2 separate regions of the Aedes albopictus genome follow, and region 2 is linked to region 1. The links are chromatin contacts, called in public Hi-C maps. All regions are on one chromosome and are shown on one strand. Each heading gives the region's core, a stretch centred on a gene start, on an enhancer-like site or on the middle of the called end of the contact. The rest is flanking DNA. Distances are from core to core; before and after follow the strand shown. Region 1 holds the start of LOC109411133 (oxysterol-binding protein-related protein 9). Region 2 holds the start of LOC109411128 (electron transfer flavoprotein-ubiquinone oxidoreductase, mitochondrial).

Region 1 (7,231 bases), core at 3,652-6,151:
TTGCCACATGCGGGAAGGAAACAAACCCGGACAACTTGGTCCAGAGGTGTGTAGGGATGAGTTTGGCTGGAACGCCGTTTCAACGGCTATCACCCATATCGTCTGGGAGTTACAGAGGAGGTGGCGCGTGGACTCGGAGAGTGGCTAGTCCAGATGCAGTACAAGAGGTGGTCCAGGGGTTCGGAGTTGGCTTCGTAGGTCGTACCGGTGCCCTGCGGTCGAGATCGACCCTTACAGCGATTAAGTGGCCGCGGAGAGGAAGCCCCGGTAGCGGTGCTGTTGTGGCATCGGTCTACTGGGTTAGATCTGAGCCCGCGGTTGGAAAGGAGCCTCCGGCAAGGGTCGGGGCAGATGGAGACCCTGCTGTCAGCAACCTTCTGTTGCGACTGATAGGGCCTGAAGGGTAGTGATACCCTTGCCTTCAGCAGGTCAGACCGGGTTGCACGTGGGCATCAGTTCTTGATGTCTGCAAAGCAGTTGAGCGCGGGCGGAGTTGACCCTGCCCGCCTTCCGAAGACAAAGGGAGTGGCGAAGACCACTCGGGAAACTGGCTAAGCGCCAGCATGTTACCGTAATGGACTCTCCAGAGCGAGTAATCGATGTTCGTTGCTGCTAGGCTACGCAGCTAACCTTGAGGGTGTGATGTGCACTAGACCCCCTCTGAAGCAATACCTTCGTGGTTCCGAAGAGACGTAGGGTTTGGCGACCATAGGAATGGTTTAGTGGGTACGAGGAGAGAGTAGTCCTGGCTTTAACTTTTGATGTAGAAGACGGCCTCAGACCTACACTACCCTAACCTTCTGTTAGGGTGTCTGTTGAGCAGATTATCCCCCTATGGTTTAGAAGAAAAAAAAGCCGGCAGCTACACGGGAAACCTTAACAGTTGATTGACAAACTAATATGGTTCCAGTAGTAGAATCTACCTTTTAACATATTTTTCCTAAAAACTACAATTCAATACCCTTTAAACACAAAAAAAAAATGCAATGTAAGTTTCAAATCGGTAAACTAGTTCAAAGTTATATTTTTTGCATTTTTTTTAGTTTTTAAAAACCTTTTTTTTTTGATTATCCTATCTAAAAATGACGAAATAAAAACAAATACGATTCTAATGATTTTCGATGAACTACAAACGCACCAAGTTTCACGACAATCGGAGTTGCACTTTATCGGTTTTCTATGGAATGGCTACTAAGAAAGACTATAAGAAAACTAAAGCATCACATTACGCATGCTTATTGAATATTTTCAGCGCTCGTCATGAGTATTGCGAATATCATTCTGAGGAAGAAGAAATGGACCATCTTAGAAGTATTAAATGATGTCAACCAAAGACTAGCTAACGAATTTCACGTTAATGTTCAATATAGAATAGGTCAAATGTAAGTACATGTTAGGTTCAAATCAAAATTTGCAACAATATTAATATATTATCTTCTTTTAGTCGATTCTATGTAATATTTCTCACAGAAAATATATTTCTGTTGCTGGTGATCCTCGGATACTACTACCTGCTTGCATTCAAGCTGCAAATTCAGACTCAGCTTCTCTACACATCGTACTACATCGTGAACATGACCTCGTTAGTATTCGTAACGGAGTACATATTCTTCACTTTTACCGTAAAAGCACGAGTAGCCATTGTTAATAGACTGTTGAAGCAGCTTCTGTTCGAAGACTTTGAGCATAACCGTGGCGATCTGACCATCGCAACGCCAACCATTGCCTACGAGGAAATATTCACCATCGACGGGAAATTAAAGGAAGCAAAAATTCAGACTAAAGAACCACAGGAAATGGTCAAACCGGAGCCTACAAATGTCAGAACGTTCGCCGATACATTACGCATTTTGTTCGATCCGTTGAATGATAGTAAAATGTTGGTGGGACTCAGAATTTCTTTATAATCATACTTTTATATTCTATTTTATTTTTCAGTCTTTTGAAGCAACTCAAAGTTGGTCGTCATTCGCTTTCTTCGGAGATCATTACCTTTATAGAAAACATGTCTAGCCTGCATTATTCGGCATGTGAAAGCATTGTACTGATTAATCGGACGTATTCTTTTCAATTAATGCTTCACTTTGCAGCAATGTTTCTTTTTCTAGTTTTCGGACTGTTCGCTATGTACAAGTAAGATAATGCCAAAACACCCTATATGATTTTGTCGTAGCTTCATTATTTTCAAATTTATGCTCACTCTACAGTATTAAATATTTGACTTTATATGCTCTATGTATTTTGATTATTTATTCATTTTTTTTATTATATTTATTCCTTTATTTATAAAATATTTATGTTTTATTTATTATGTTTTTTGTATAGTTTAAAGATTCTGAGGTCTTGATTTGAATGACATAAAATATCTGTATCTGTGTTTGGGTGATCAATAATCGGTTTTACTTCCCAGAGCGTTCAACGTTACATCCATTCGATTTCAATTGATGGCGGCTGCCAACGGATTTTGGATTATCTACTACATGGTAACAATAGTGGTTATCATCTACGCGGCGTCAAGCACCATCGATGTGTTGCACAGCTCTGGCGATGTGGTACATCAGATCATAAGAAGCAAACAGAAAACGTTCAACGATGCGATAATCGAAAAGGTATATACATATTTGAAAGATAAATAGATGAAAAATTGAAATTGCATTGAGGGGGCGAAGAATAGAGCAGTGACGATGATTAGTGCTTTTCCCCTACGAAACCGAACATTTCTAAACCTTTCAGGAGAATAATGAATTATTCAAAGCTTGGGCGTCAAAAAAGCAGTGACTTTTATCAGAACATGGATTGGATTTGGATTGGATTTGGATTGGATTTGGATTGGATTTGGATTGGATTTGGAATGGATTTGGATTGGATTTGGATTGGATTTGGATTGGATTTGGATTGGATTTGGATTGGATTTGGATTGGATTTGGATTGGATTTGGATTGGATTTGGATTGGATTTGGATTGGATTTGGATTGGATTTGGATTGGATTTGGATTGGATTTGGATTGGATTTGGATTGGATTTGGATTGGATTTGGATTGGATTTGGATTGGATTTGGATTGGATTTGGATTGGATTTGGATTGGATTTGGATTGGATTTGGATTGGATTTGGATTGGATTTGGATTGGATTTGGATTGGATTTGGATTGGATTTGGATTGGATTTGGATTGGATTTGGATTGGATTTGGATTGGATTTGGATTGGATTTGGATTGGATTTGGATTGGATTTGGATTGGATTTGGATTGGATTTGGATTGGATTTGGATTGGATTTGGATTGGATTTGGATTGGATTTGGATTGGATTTGGATTGGATTTGGATTGGATTTGGATTGGATTTGGATTGGATTTGGATTGGATTTGGATTGGATTTGGATTGGATTTGGATTGGATTTGGATTGGATTTGGATTGGATTTGGATTGGATTTGGATTGGATTTGGATTGGATTTGGATTGGATTTGGATTGGATTTGGATTGGATTCGGATTGGATTTAGATTGGATTTGGATTGGATTTGGATTGGATGTGGATTGGATTTGGATTGGATTTGGATTGGATTTGGATTGGATTTGGATTGGATTTGGATTTGGATTGGATTTGGATTGGATTTGGATTGGATTCGGATTGGATTTAGATTGGATTTGGATTGGATTTGGATTGGATTTGGATTGGATTTGGATTGGATTTGGATTGGATTTGGATTGGATTTGGATTTGGATTGGATTTGGATTGGATTTGGATTGGATTTGGATTGGATTTGGATTGGATTTGGATTGGATTTGGATTGGATTTGGATTGGATTTGGATTGGATTTGGATTGGATTTGGATTGGATTTGGATTGGATTTGGATTGGATTTGGATTAAGTTTGAATTGGATGCTTCCCGGGCACGAAATTTCATGAAAATTTGGATTACGGCCCAGTTTGGCGTACATGTAGGACTATTAGTTAATACGGTATTGACATATCTATCAGTGGCTCATATTTTAACACTGGTTCAATTGCATCATGAAAAAGTGTTCCATAATGTTCATAATAATGCTCATGTGCCTCACTTTTTTTTATTAATTATTTTTATTAACTTTTTGCTTATTAATTATTTTTGTTAACTTTTGATTAAATATTCCGTTTCCAGGTTCTGTTTGTCTTTAGTCTTTAATGGATCATTGAAGCCGACTTTTCCGCTACTCATCGCATCAAAACAAAAGCGCCACCGTATATGGACGGTAACACAGTGACAGCAGTGGAGTTACGTCAAACAAACAAGGCTACGGTGGCGCTATCTGTTCATTTCATAGCGGCCGTTTTAGTTATTTTAGTGATCCATTGAGAGTATCTAAATAAAACAATAATTTGATATGTGTTTCAGCTGTCTACATTTGGCCTACAGATAAAGATGCGGGACGTGACATTCTCGTGTGGTCTATTTCATTTTGACTGGCCGTTGTTTGCATCAGTAAGTATTATAGTATAAGATTATTATATATAATTAGTATAATTATAGTATAAGATTATAATATATAGGTGAATCATCATTCAGGCAACCTTTGAACCGAGCATTGAACATTAACGTGAAGACCTAATTTCGGACCTAATAGCATTGAAATTAATTATTTACATTTCAGATACTCGCCGCAATAGCAATGTACTTGGTTTTTCTGATTCAATTTGACGTATCACCCACCCAAGTGCCGACCAACTCCACAGTGAAATAATTCTCATATTTTCCGATCATCTGCCAATCGATTTCAAAGCAAATTTTCCGCACCAGTGTTGTGTGAATCACACTTTTTCATTTTCAAGCATTGTAAACTACAGTTCGAGCACCGTCCAGGGGATCCTCCAGTTCACAACGCCACTGCTTTCTGGTTACAAAAACAACAACAAACCTTGACGTTTCTCGCCGCTCGTCTGACGTCGGGTGACAAGTTTTTGTGTGATTTTTGTCCGAGTTCGAATCGCGTCGTGTTTTGCTTGCGCAAATTGTGTGAAATTCCAGTGATTTCGTCGGGTAAATTTTAGTGAATCGTTGCGGGAAAAAGCGGTGGATTAGCGAGCAGACCAGCAACAATGGCAATGCTAGAAGGCACCCTCTCCAAGTGGACGAACGTAATGAAGGGATGGCAGTATCGTTGGTTCGTGCTGGATGAGTATGCGGGGCTGTTGTCCTACTACACGGTATGTACGAACACTGTTTTGCGTTATCCCTCTCTTATCACTGCCTGTTATCGGCCATTTTCACGCCGGGGAAGTTGATATGCGAAAGTTGCCGATGATTCTTCCGTTACCGGAGTCGTTATCGTTGGTAAGGTGGGAAGTGTTAGTCAAAACATTAGTAATGACGCATCACAACACTGTCTTCCTCAATGGGAACATAAAATAAACATTACCCCCGCCCCTTTTAAGGTCGGTCAGGTGCTCAAGGATATCCAATCATACAAGCGAACGTGACTCGATTCTAACGAGGCCAATATTCAAATAAATACACATGATATGTTTTCATTTAAAATCGTCAATATGAATCATTGGTATAAAAACTACCACAATGTTTCAAACAAAACTTACATCCTTAAAACTATCTGGTTATGGACTATCTCAAAGGTATTCTCATGTATAAATTGTTGGCATTCTAAAAAATCCTCTAACTAGATCCTATCAAGTAGTAAAATGCCTTCTGTTTAGCTTAATTCATATCAAGATAGTGATTTAAACTTAAATTAACAGATACGTAAACCAAAAAATATTCAAGATGTTGACTGATATTATTCAAATTATTAGCTGTAGTCACAAGGTCTAGTTTGAAAGTTGAAATACATTTGCGAGGTATATCATTAGTAATTAACACCAAATTACCAAATTTGTCGGATGTCTTACAAGGAACTTCTTAAAAATTGCGATGAAAATGTGATTTGCCAAGAAAAATAAAACTCCTGAGAACTATGAAAAGTTTATTCCCGAAAGTTTGCAATGATTATGAGAGTTAATAATGACTTCAAGATCCTTATCAAAAATGTGTATACCAGAAATATAGCTGCATTATTTGTCAATTGGTAGGAAGTTATTTAAATTAACCCGTGATAGTGAGCTTAAAAGTTTAAAGGAACGAAGGGCTTTGAGCTTCTACAGAGTAAATTAAATCTAAGGGTGCGATTCGCTATTGATCCTAGACCAACATCTGAGGATCCTCATCGTAATGCTCATTTTTACTTCACGAACGCAGAAGTGTTTTAATCGTATGCACGTCAAAACAAGTTTTGCATATCCCTTTCGAAGCGGACCATAAAAGACTGATTACATGCAGAGCCGTAGCGTGGGGTTGGCCGGGTTGGCCCCCGCCAAGGGCGCCAGCCTCAGAGGAGCGGCAAATTGGCCAAAGGCTGGAAGGAATGATATGGTGTTTTTAACAAGATTCAAACTAATGCACTGTATCTCAGAAACACACATATTTTCACACCCCACAGTTATCATGTTTTTGCTGTTGTAGCATTTTTCCATATACAGATTTGTTCAGACTTTCTTTTGAATGTTTACAATAGTTTTTCCTGGGAATTCATACCCCTTTTAAGATATTATTCTATATTTTTCCCAATTTAAGCTTAAAAAATAAGAAATAAAAATAGGAAGCTTTGTGTGAATTTTCAAAAATCACAATTTCTGTAGAAGTTTTATTAAATCCATCAGCATTCTCACTATGTCTCAAGTTATCTTCCAAATATGTTTTCAACCAAATCAACCATTTCAAAAAATATTGAGCATTGCATTTTAAAACTTGATCTCATCAATAAATATGGTTCCTGTGAAAATCTAGCTGTATAGCTACAAGTTGTTTGTCTTAGTTATGTTTTTTTTTTAATAATTAATTGGCTATTCCAAGCCTACTTTCCATAGTCCGTGCCCCCGAATCAACATAAGTTGATGAAAGTTAAGGTTGATAAGATAGATTTTGTTATTAGAGCAACTAATTCGAAAAACAGCCCCTACCAATCTCAATTGCTTTTGCAATTAACTACTACAGATCTACTTATGAAATATTTCGATTTAATATCTTGAAAATTTCATAAAGCACCTGTGGTACGCACAAAACTGAATGAACTTTTCACGGAAATAGGCTTCTTAGAGGACTCCAGGATAGTTATAAACTTCAGGAAGTATGCTGTTAAAAAAGCTATTGAAGTTGTGTTGAAAAGTGATATAAAAAAACTGAATGAATGTGAAACAGTTTGGTAGA
Region 2 (6,478 bases), core at 1,104-3,603, 190 kb before region 1:
CAAGGCTTTGTCAATATTCTATCACCTCCAATAAGCCCAGTTGATACTATGTTACTCTAGCTGCTTATATAAGCTATAAACTGTAGCTGCTGTAGATTCTTATATTTTTAACTTCTTGACTTAAAACTTCGCAACTGATTGCTAAACTTTGTATGCGCAACTGATGGCGCAGCTTTGTAAGATGTAAAAAAAAGAAAATCGGGTTAAGTACGGTTCCTTTGAATTCCACTAAGAATTTGCATCCTTTGACAGATACATATTTCGACCTCAACTGTAAGGTCGTCTTCAGTGTCTTGTACTTGACTCGAGTCAAGTACAAGACACTGAAGACGACCTTACAGTTGAGGTCGAAATACGTATCTGTCAAAGGATGCAAATTCTTAGTGGAATTCAAAGGAACCGTACTTAACCCGATTTTCTTTTATTTACAGATATTCCCCTAACAAGCCCAGGTTAATCATCATCAAGATGTAAAAGTTAATTTTACACCCGTAGACTTCATATGTAAACTTAAGGACAGTTTAAACAACCTAGCACATCCGAAAAATATCTTTCAGCATCTTTTGACATTTTTATAATTTTCTGCAACAAAACAACAAAAATACTTGAACAAAACTGTATAATAACGATAGGAAAAATTCAGGCTCCAAATAATAAACCAATCCCAGGGGAAAAAAATGGCAACCATTACGCATATTTTTTTTCTAAGGGTGTAAGAATTCATGCTGCAATTCCATAAAAGGTTTAACAGAAATGAATCCAAATAATATTTCATAAGAGTCCATTTCAACAATTCGTCTAGAAACTCCTCGACGAGATATTTGAAAATATTTTCCAGCACCAAAACCCGCAAAAAATGTACTCAAATGTAAAAACTTCTTCTTCTTCTTCTTTGTGGCTCGACGTCTCCACTGGGACACAAGTACAATGATACACTATGCCCACAGAGAGTCGAGAAATTTTTCCCGACCGGAACGGAATCGAACCCACCGTCTCCGGATTGGCGATCCATAGCCTTAACCACTAGGCTAACTGGAGACCTATTTAGGTTAATTTTTAGTTCCATGCATAAAATCAAGAACAGTTCCTCTAATATGAAGATGAACTGGTCTTTCGAGTTATGCTATCACAGTGATTGGCTTTATAGCTACTACCAATATCATAAGTGATTTTCCTTTCTTTTAAACAGACTGTTATTTTTAGTAGTGATTTTAAGCATGGGCACTTTTGAGTTGACGCCTATTGAATGTTTAACATTTATAATTCAGCCCTGCATGCTTCAGCTTTTCATAGGTAACCTCAAAGCAACACCAATTTGAGAATGAACCCACGTAGTCATATCTAGCGGAATAAGTTGCAACAAAACGCAGCAGGTTTTCCTGATTAGGTGGCCACCAGGTTTCTCAAGCAAATGTCTCAATTGTAATTAGTTAAGCACTGCTTCAATTCAATCATCTATAAAAATCTGATGATTTAACAATTTAAGCCTCTTCTACCATCTTTGCCTCCCTTCCAAAAATTGTGGAATGCTTGCAGAATTTATGTTTATGTCCTGAAAGTAATTGGCTGTTAACTAACAAAATGCGTTCATTGTTCACTAATAAAAAAGTGTACATACCCCTTAAGATCCTTTTTCCCCAAATGTCGAATATCTGTATACTGTATCTATTATAAATTATAGGTACACAACGTATAGGTTGCCAAGAAGTGCGGGTCAAAGTCCAAAAAAAAATCTACGCTTAGGGATCACCGGTATATTATGACGCAAACAAGAAAGCCATATTTACAACGAAAGAAGCACATTTTCCAGCAGTATTTTAAAGTAAATTTTCGTTGATGCATAATTACTTTAAAAAAAGTAGTGACCCATATTTAACTAAAAATAAAACATCAAAAAATTCAGTAAAATTGATACTTACATTTCGACAGCTGTAGGATGTTCCTAGCCATGATTGAATCCTTATCACTAAATCAATTATATAACAACACTAGAGCAAATTATGCATTCAAGCAATAATATTCGTTTCACAAAACAAAATCAGCTGCTGTCCTTCGCGCAACGTACCGCGACTGAGAGATAAACTTTGCACCTAATCTATACAGACACACCAGATATGGAAGACACTTTTAGGATCTGTTTGATGGACTTGGAACTAAGTCCAATTCCGGGATAACACCTATAAATAAATGATGCTCACTGTATGACTGTATTGGGACAACACTTGTATCTAACTAAGAAACGGACAAAATATAACAAATAACATGTAGAAATTAACTGAACAACTTGGAAGTACGAGTAGAATAAATTGAACTGCAAGCTGATTTTACTCGAACAACACAAAGCCAACAACAAACGTGGAATGACAGTTTGCTCACGAAGTTAACATTGGCGTCGGAAAAGTAGGGAACGTTTGTGGAACGAACATGTGGAAGATGGATCTAGGGTGAATAATCTTAGTCCGCAGCTAGTAAAAATGGATTTGGGACATGATCTATATTCTGCATATACGTTTTATTTTTAATATGACTGGGAGAAATGTTTCAAGAGATGCAACTTAAAGCTGACTTCTCTATAGCAATTTCCATACAAACTACAAATGGCATGCTCAGACAAATCTGAAAGAATTAGCTTACCTTTTTGGTAAACCAACCATTTTCTATAGGAAATGAGTAACCCAATTGGGTTTTAAAATTATGAAAAATGTATTAATTTTTTGATTTTATACGAAAGAGCACCTTTTTCTGAACCACTATGATTTTTTTTTCAGATTTTTAGAACCTTATTTTGGTACCTAAATTCAATATCAAAGAGATTTTTTTGAAACATCTTTTGACAGCTGGACAACTGTTTGACAGCTCCGCTCAGAACAAACTGCGACGAGGTGATTCGACAAATTGCTTTTAAATAGGTTTCCGGGCTCCAAAATTCATGAAAATTTGGATTTCAGCTCAGTTTGACATGCAGATTCTGAATATCGAATTAACAACATCATTAAAGAAGCCAATTAGTTTGTTTAGTGAATAAAATATTGCTATTGTCTCTAGCCTAACCGAAAGAGCTCATTTTTCTGAGTACAACGTGATTTTATTGCGTTCCATAACTTTGTTTTGGCGGTTGAATAAACAAAATAGTTTTTACTTTTGTGGATAGAATGACAGTTCATCCACAGACAAACAGATGTAACACCTTGAACAAAAAGTGGCACGAATCACTGTGTTGTGCAATATCGTCAACAGAAGGCGCTAGTGTGAAACGTCAAACGCATAGAAAAACGATGCGCGTGCCTCTGGTTGTGAAAACCACAACTATGAAAATTTAAAATGATCGTTAAAAGCGTGGTCGATGAAAATTTCGCAAGTGTTACGTCTGTTTGTCTGTGGTTCATCTCGAACAAAAAATTTACCCCATAAAAACTTAAAGTGCATTTTAAAAATAGTTCCCGGGCACAAAAAATCATGGAATGTAGGATTTCGGCAAATTTTTGGGCGGGGATTCCGATTATGAAATAACCTGGATACCCATAAAGAACCCATCGTTTAGTCTAGGGGAGCAAACAAGGGAGCAAACAATCTAAAACTTGCATTAGAGCACCTTTACCGGTGCGCGACTAAACTAAATTACATAGCGCAGTATCATAGCGCTATACCTTATCGGGGGCTACTAACCGGGCTAGTAAAAAAGCAGCGAGGCTTTCGGGAAACATCGAGCGCACAAATTTAGGCGCCCGATAGTTGCGCAGGAAACGATTGCTATTTCATATATGTCAAAAGTGTTGTGTTGTTTTTTATTTGTTTGTTTCGAACAAAACGCACCAGTGGTAAGCAACAAATTTTGTAAACACTTGCAGTTAGAGAAAATCTGCTGCGAATATCACAAGCGAAAATGTCCAGGAGTGCCCCCTCAAGAAATTCCTCCGGGGAACCCTACAGCATTTTCTCCTTTGATTCCTCAATAAACTCCTGGAATTTCTTCAGGCATCCCTCCGGAGATTAATATAGAAATCGGTCCGGGTATTTCTCTTGGGATTCCTCCAGGAATTCTTCCAGAGATTCCTGTAGCAATTGTTCCTGTAATTCATTAAGGAACTTCTCCGGGAATTTCTTCAGAAATTCCCTTTTATAATATTTCTAGAGCTCTTTTACGATTCTTCCTGTAATTTATTCTGTCATTCCTGCAAGAGTTCGTACAGGAATTCCTCCAGCAATTCTTCCAGTTATTCCTACGGGGATTATTGCAGGAAATCCTCCAGGATTGCTCAAGAATTTATCCGGAGATTAATCCGGAAGTTCCTCCGGAAATTTCATATAAAATTTCTGTGGAGATTCCTCCTAGAATTCCTTTAAAGATTCCCCTAGAAATTCATCCGAAAATTCCTCAGGTGAATTCCCGAGGAATTCCCGGAGGAATTTCACTAAGGATTCCCTGGAGAAATGCCTGGAGCAATCCTCAGGGAATAGCCGGAAGGAATTACTGGAAAAAATCCACGGAGGAATTTCCTGAAGGAACATCCGAGTAAATTTCTGAATGAACCCCCGGAGGAATTTCTGGAGAAATTCCTAATGGAATTCCTGGAGAAATTATTGGAAAAATTCCCGGAGGAATCCTCGGCGGAATTCCTAGAGGAATTCTTGGAGGAATCCTCGGTGAAATTCCTGGAGGTATTCCCGAAGGAATTCCTGGAGGAATCCTTGGAGGAATTTCCGGAGGTATTCCTTGAGGAATTCCCGGAAGAATTCCGGAAGGAATTCTCGGAAGAATTCCTGAAGGAATTCTCAGAGAAATCCCCGGAGGAATTCCTGATGGAATCCCCGGAGGAATTCCTGGAGGAATTTCTGAAGGTATTCCCGGAGAAATTCCTGAAGGAATTCCCGGAGGAATTCCTGGAGAAATTCCCGGAGGAACTCCTGAAGGAATTCCCGGAGGAATTCCCGGAGGAATTCCCGGAGGAATTCCCGGAGGAATTCCCGGAGGAAATCCTGGAGGAATCCTCGGAGGAATCCTCGGAGGAATCCTCGGAGGAATCCTCGGAGGAATCCTCGGAGGAATTCTCGGAGAAATCCTCGAAGGAATTCTCGAAGGAATTCTCGGAGGAATTCCCGGAAGAATTCTCGGAGGAATCCCCGACGGAATTCCTGGAATGATCCCCGGAGGAATTCCTTGAGGAATCATCTGAGAATTCCGGAAGAATTTCGTGAGGAATCCCCAAAGGAATTTCTGATTGAATCTCCGGAGGAACTCTTGGAGGAATCCCCGGAGGAATCCCGAAAAGAAATCCCAGTAGAAATTTTAGGTAAAATCCCGGAATCCCGGAAGGGATTCCTGGGGAATACGTATTGCTCGAGGATACTCAGTAAAAATTCATGCTAGAATTTCAGAGGGAATTCCTGGGGAATCCCAGCAGAAATTCTTCCATAATATGTTTCCAAAATATTTCGTTTATACCGCAACAGTATTTGGCAACGACCGGTACGCAATCCGGTAACTAAATATAGTAGCGACCGGTGTGGAAATGAGTAACTATACTAAAATGACAACTCTGTGGGCAATCATTTTACTCGCCCAGATAGTAGCCCCCGGTAAACTTGCTCTAAGAGACAATTATACCGCTGGAATAAGCAAACTTTTAACACTCATTACGTCCTATAATGCGTCTTCCTGTTTGTTTGTTTGTTTGTTTGTTCGTTTGTTTGTTTGTTTGTTTGTTTGTTTGTTTGTTTGTTTGTTTGTTTGTTTGTTTGTTTGTTTGTTTGTTTGTTTGTTTGTTTGTTTGTTTGTTTGTTTGTTTGTTTGTTTGTTTGTTTGTTTGTTTGTTTGTTTGTTTGTTTGTTTGTTTGTTTGTTTGTTTGTTTGTTTGTTTGTTTGTTTGTTTGTTTGTTTGTTTGTTTGTTTGTTTGTTTGTTTGTTTGTTTGTTTGTTTGTTTGTTTGTTTGTTTGTTTGTTTGTTTGTTTGTTTGTTTGTTTGTTTGTTTGTTTGTTTGTTTGTTTGTTTGTTTGTTTGTTTGTTTGTTTGTTTGTTTGTTTGTTTGTTTGTTTGTTTGTTTGTTTGTTTGTTTGTTTGTTTGTTTGTTTGTTTGTTTGTTTGTTTGTTTGTTTGTTTGTTTGTTTGTTTGTTTGTTTGTTTGTTTGTTTGTTTGTTTGTTTGTTTGTTTGTTTGTTTGTTTGTTTGTTTGTTTGTTTGTTTGTTTGTTTGTTTGTTTGTTTGTTTGTTTGTTTGTTTGTTTGTTTGTTTGTTTGTTTGTTTGTTTGTTTGTTTGTTTGTTTGTTTGTTTGTTTGTTTGTTTGTTTGTTTGTTTGTTTGTTTGTTTGTTTGTTTGTTTGTTTGTTTGTTTGTTTGTTTGTTTGTTTGTTTGTTTGTTTGTTTGTTTGTTTGTTTGTTTGTTTGTTTGTTTGTTTGTTTGTTTGTTTGTTTGTTTGTTTGTTTGTTTGTTTGTTTGTTTGTTTGTTTGTTTGTTTGTTTGTTTGTTTGTTTGTTTGTTT

Evidence for each region. Hi-C and Micro-C count contacts between places; a contact is called where the count stands out from the background.
Region 2: a Hi-C map of whole body shows a contact between it and region 1, with 6 times the contacts expected there. The contact joins the promoter of LOC109411128 here to the promoter of LOC109411133 in region 1. A contact is called at or near these places in 2 of 3 Hi-C or Micro-C datasets (embryo and whole body).

What each region holds. Positions count from the first base shown.
Region 1 is chr2:287,074,452-287,081,682 of AalbF5, reverse strand. LOC109411133 (oxysterol-binding protein-related protein 9) reads left to right here and starts at 4,901. Exons shown (of 15, transcript XM_029872961.2): 1 at 4,901-5,181. The coding sequence starts at 5,074.
Region 2 is chr2:287,258,220-287,264,697 of AalbF5, reverse strand. It overlaps LOC109411128 (electron transfer flavoprotein-ubiquinone oxidoreductase, mitochondrial), which reads right to left and starts at 2,353. Exons shown (of 5, transcript XM_029872969.2): 1 at 2,199-2,353; 2 at 1,920-2,095. The coding sequence starts at 1,950.